Regions from separate parts of the Mus musculus genome. Here region 1 is linked to region 2. The links are chromatin contacts, called in public Hi-C maps. All regions are on one chromosome and are shown on one strand. The core of a region is the stretch at or near the end of the contact, and the rest is flanking DNA. Distances in the headings are between cores, read along the strand shown.

Evidence for each region. A called contact is a pair of places that touch in the nucleus more often than the background predicts.
Region 1: a Hi-C map of liver shows a contact between it and region 2, with 2.4 times the contacts expected there. The contact joins two enhancer-like sites. A contact is called at or near these places in 19 of 484 Hi-C or Micro-C datasets (CD4 T cells, CD8 T cells, Sertoli cells and 12 more), 2 of 115 datasets of contacts at active chromatin or transcription factors (embryonic stem cells and microglia) and 3 of 9 other capture datasets (adipose tissue, embryonic stem cells and liver).

What each region holds. Positions count from the first base shown.
Region 1 is chr17:42,938,394-42,941,132 of GRCm38.p6, forward strand. No RefSeq gene overlaps it. Among named protein-coding and RNA genes, the nearest start is that of Cd2ap, 63 kb to the left of the region's middle. Within about 2 kb of position 1,293, at least 63 of the 459 cell types and tissues checked have an H3K27ac peak or open chromatin away from gene starts, as enhancers often do. A contact at or near this core is called in liver, where this site is marked.
Region 2 is chr17:42,845,963-42,848,859 of GRCm38.p6, forward strand. All of the region lies in intron 2 of Cd2ap (CD2-associated protein), which reads right to left. Among named protein-coding and RNA genes, the nearest start is that of Cd2ap, 29 kb to the right of the region's middle. Within about 2 kb of position 1,344, at least 6 of the 459 cell types and tissues checked have an H3K27ac peak or open chromatin away from gene starts, as enhancers often do. A contact at or near this core is called in liver, where this site is marked.

The DNA of each region.
Region 1 (2,739 bases), core at 43-2,542, 92 kb after region 2:
CATGGTGGCTGACAACCATCCATAACGAGATCTGATACCCTCTTCTGGTGTGTCCGAAGACAGCTACAGTGTACTTACATTAAAAAAAAAAAAAAAAAAAAAAAAAGAACCAGTTAGATCTTGGCGGTTTAGGATCCTTAGCAAACACACCTGATTTTGTCCCAAGGAAAGCTGCTTTCAGGAAGGCAAAGCTGGTGCAGTGAAATGCCCTTCAGCTCCAGATACTTCCCAGAGGTTGGCATAAATTAGGTGGGTGTGGGCATATTTACTCTCTATTCCATTCCAGGGAGGTGAGTCAGAATTCTGAAGGTCCCTGGACCAGCCACCCACAGCCACTTTCTGGGCATACTTTAGCTCTGATGCTATGATTGATTGATTGATTGTAAACCATGTTGTTTCCTAGCTGCCCACTGGGCATGGGTTGGTGGAGGGTGAGGAGGGAGGAGTCGGGAAGCCCACTTGCTTGCTCTTAGGATAAGATGGAGAACAGAAACCAAAAGGGGAAGGTGAGAGAGGGGGAAGAAACACTGTTTGGTTTCTCATGTTGACAAAATATTTGCCCAGATCAAAGCAGAAGATACTGAGGTCCACCCAGTTAGGTCATGTAACAGGCAATTTTGTCAACATGGCTAAACGTTTAGAGGTACAATATATCTAACAACCAAACACCTCCAAACACTTGTCTGGCCATCTTTGTGTCTTTTTGCCTTTCATTCAGTTGCCAGTAATCTGCAGGAGAGGATCTCTGGGATTGTGTGTGTGTGTGTGTGTGTGTGTGTGTGTGTGTCTGTGTCTGTGTGTCTGTGTGTGTCTGTGTCTGTGTGTGTGTGTGTGTGTGTGTGTGTGTGTGTGTGTCTGTGTGTCTGTGTGTGTCTGTGTCTGTGTCTGTGTAGATCTCGGATCCCTTGGAGCTGCAGTTACAGATGGCTGTGACCTGCAATACATAGATGCTGAGAATCCAGATTGGGCCCTCTGGAAGAGCGTTAAGCTTTCTTACTATGAAGCTAGCTAGCTCTCTAGCCCTGGAAGAGGCTTTCTAGAGGAACTTTATTATATTTAAAAATAATCAAGTACTTAATTATCACATAGTCGTGGTTTATTTCTTAAGAAAAACCAGAAAAAAGGGGAAGTTATCCTGTTTTAGAAAATCAGAAGAAATTAGTTTGTTTTTAAATTGCCCCCGCCCCTCATGGTCAGGACCTGTTTCTTACCAAGAACGGTGAAGGAAGACTCCACATGATCTTAATGACTAAGGACTACGGCTCGATATGCTGGTTAATGTTTACCTCTAGTAAACAGGATTTTCCCGGTTTATTCAGACTCAAAGCATTTCTTGGCTGGAAGTAACAACCAGGAACATGATAACCGGGGGAATTCCTCTTTTTATTTATTTATTTTTTATCTTTTGAGACAAGGTCTTACATATCAGAGAGGAGCTGGAAATTTACTACCTGTCAGCTTAGAACTTCTGGTTCTCTTGGTTCCACCTTCTATACCGAGATTACAGATGTGTGCCTCTGTGCCCGGCTCTTTCCTTCTTTAGCACTAGAAAAATTAAACCAAGTGGTTAAAAGCACTGACTGCTCTTTCAAAGGACCCAGATTCGATTTCCAGCATGCACATGGTAGCTAACAACTGTCTGTCACTTCCTGAGGACCCAACACCCTCATAGAGACATACATAGTGGTCAAACACCCACGCACATAAAATAAAAATAAGCAAATCATTTTTTTCAAAGAAGAAAAATGGAATGGAATCTTATAAATTTCCTTTAAAATCTAGGAAGGAGCTAGATATGAGGTATATACCTTTTAATCCTAGCAGAGACAGGTGGGTCTTGATGAGTTTGAGGCCAACTTGGTCTATATAGTGAGTCCCAGGTCAGTCAATGCCACACATGTGAGATCTCATCTAAACAAATAGACAGATCTTAGGAATGGGCTGGTGAGAGGGCTCACTGGGTAAAGGCAGCCTGCTCCCTAGCACGAGGACCTCAGTTTGATCACCAAGAGTCTCCCGCAAGTCGTCTTCTGACCTTCCCCTGTGTGCCTTGACACCCCTCCCCAATAAATGTATAAATAAATAGAAACAGCTGGGCGGTGGTGGCACACACCTTTAATTCCAGCACTTGGGAGGCAGAGACAGAGGCAGAGGCAGGCAGATTTCTGAGTTCCAGGCCAGCCTGGTCTACAGAGTGAGTTCCAGGACAGCCAGGACTACACAGAGAATCCCTGTCTCCAAAAAAACCAGACAGCCAGGACTACACAGAGAATCCCTGCCTCCAAAAAAACCAGACAGCCAGGACTACACAGAGAATCCCTGTCTCCAAAAAAACCAGATAGCCAGGACTACACAGAGAATCCCTGTCTCCAAAAAAACCAATAAATAAATAAATTAGAAACAAGAAACCCTCGGAAGGGGCTGTTGAGACACTTTAGCAGGGAAATGCACTTTCTGTCAAGCCAGAGGATCGGAGTTTGATCTCTGACCTCCATATGTGTGTCTTGGCACATGTGCACACCCCTTACCCAAATTAAATAAACATAATAAACATCATAAACATAAACATAATAATAAACATAATAATAATAATAAACATAATAAACATAATAATAATAATAATAATAATAATAATAATAATAATAATAAACCACTTGATGTCAAATAGTTGGGCTGGGGAGATAGCTCATTGGTAGAGTGCTTGTCTAACAAGGTAGAGTCTCTTACCATAGGGACCCT
Region 2 (2,897 bases), core at 94-2,593:
TACAATCTCTTTCCAGCATCAATTCTGTTATATGTAATCCAATGCAGTCATATCCTTAAACAACTAAACCCACATATATTCTTTAAAAAAAAAAAAAATGAAATCCTGAAAGAAGTTGGGCATGGTAGTCCTCATCTGCAATCCCAGAGAAATCAGGAGTTCAAGGTCCTCTTCCACTGTATGAAACGACAGTGGGATTAAAGCCATCCTGACAACATGAGACCCTTTGCAAAAAGAAGTTGGGGGGTGGGGGGGGGGGAGAAATGTTCACAAATTTTACATGTCATTTAATACTCTCTTAATTCTTCCCCATCCAATTACACAGTTCTTAGTTAGCAACCTTACAGCATGATCTTGTATAAACCAATGGCATTTAAGTTCTATCCTGTAGGTTTTCATTTAATGGTTCCCTGCTCTAATTCACAGATCTAAAATGAATCATCAGGCCAAGTGGTGATGGCACATCCTTTAACCCCAGCACTCAGGAGGCAGAGCCAGGCAGATCTCTGAGTTCATGACCAGCCTGGTCTACATTCTAGGATGGTCAGGACTACACAGAGAAACCGTAAAACAAAAAACAAAAAAAAAAAACAAAAAAAAACAAAAACCAGAAACATCATGGGAAAGTGTATGAAATATTACTAGAAGAAACAAAAGACCACATAAACATGAAATCATGCCATATCCATGTGAAAAGCTCAGTAGGCGAGGCCCTGCAGGGGCTCAGCTCATGCCCAGGCTTCAGCCTCTGTCCCACTACCCAAAGTCATAGAGCTTTATTTACTTCACTTAATATAAATTCAGCAGTGGAAAGCAAAATCAATCAGGGTACTTTACAAAGCGAGCTCAGGACTGGTGAGATGGCTCAGTGGGTAAAGGCGTCAGCTGCCAAGCCAGACAACCTGAGTTCAATGTTCAGTATCCACAAGGTAGGAGGATAGCAGGGATTTCTCCTACTTAGACAAATGAGTGGGTAAGAGGCAGCAAGGCACAGCAAAGGAACACAAAAGGCAGAATGTGAACAACCTGACTAGAAGAGCAAAGCTTCTGAGAAACAAACACATAGCAAAAGCGAGAATGTGAAAAGGTCTTAAGAGTCGTAGCAACTGGGCTGCCAAGATGGCTCAGTGGGTAAGAGCACTGACTGCTCTTCTGAAGGTCCTGAGTTCAAATTCCAGCAACCACTTGGTGGCTCACGACCACCATGTAATGAGATCTGACGCCCTCTTCTGGTGTGTTAAAAAAAAAAAAAAGAGTCTTAGAGACTAAGAACAGTGGGGCCAGGAGAAAGCTGATGATAAAAGGCTCTGAAACATACTACACACAGATGGTAGGACAGTGCTGAAACATTTCCACAGTACAAAGATCATGTGTACAAATAGCTGAATGTGCTCTGAGTCAATGACAGAGCAGGTGTTTGAAAGATTCAGTAACTATTGAAAATATTGAGACTCTTAAAAATCCATCAGCTCTGACTCAGATAAGGAAGAGTTTCAATGATACCCAAGACCTGGCAGATGATAATGCCATTCACTTAGCAATGATCTCGGGCCACTGCTTACCCTCACCCCTTGGAAGAGCTAGCTCTATCTACTTCAAGCTTCAATCAACTCTAGCTATTGTCTGAAATAACATGAGTCTTGCATGAATTCTCCCAACAGAGATCACAGGGACTGGGAAGCTAACAAAGTCCAGGGCAAGATCCTGCTACATATTTTAATGTTCCCATCAAGTTGTAAGAGAATTTCCTCATCGTCACCAAGGTTAAGTCACAGACTTACTAGACAACTGCTAGGGTAAAGATCAGGGGATTCCCTACCGTGTTATATTTATATTTCCTCCATGTATACACTTCTCTTAGCTACTGGATCTTATTTTTAGGACTATCTGCCTCAATCTAGGCCCACTTGTACTTCTGTCACCTAATATATGCATATAAGCAAACTTAGATGTCTCTTTCAAAATGGAGTGGCTACACTCATGAAATGTACTTGGGTGTCCCTACTGCCATGCGTTTCCTAAATCAGAATAAAGTGCTAATACCAAACACAAACAATAGGTTTTTCTGATTTTAAGTCATATATTTTTCATAATATACTAGCTTAAAGGTCCCCCTGTGGGCACTAGCCTTCAATACACTGTAGCCATGAAATAAACAACTATTTCTTTCTGGATTTCCTCCACCTCTCCAGAACCTTATAGGAGAGGAGCAATCATACTTACTATGCAAAGATAATAAAGGTCAAACTTCCCACCAGCTAAGGGCAACTCCAGAATTGAGTAATATATGCTACATCTGATTCCCATACTCAGAAGCAAACAGGCAATGCCCCAGTTGTTCACTGTATTTTTGTAAGGCATGCTTTCTTTATGGCCTCCTGTATTTGAATGGATTAATTCCTCTTCAGTTTCTATTGATTACTCTAAGATGTATCCTTCATAATTTGGATAAATTTGAACCCCAAGCCTTGACTGAAGTTAACTTGACCTGAGAGAATGCCTTTTACACGTCTCTTGTGATTTAGGACTGGGGGGCTATCTCAATGTAAATGCTTCCTGCTTTTCAATTTAGGTCCTAGCACCCAAGTCAAGTGGCTCTCAACTGCCTGCTCCCAAAGGACCTGACTCCCTTTTTTTGGCCTCTGTAAGCACTGTATATACATACATAAACATATAAATAAAATTTAAATTTTCAAAAGTATTACCCAGATTTATAAAATATAACCAGGCAATTTAGGTTAGGTATTAAGAGAATTACAACCAATAACTAAAACTACTGATCAAGGACCTAATGAAAACCCATTGCTTTTAGAAAGCCTTCAGAAGTACACTCCAACTAATCCCCACTCCTTTTGAAGACAAAATTCTTTCCAAGACAGCTACCTTATTTAATCTGC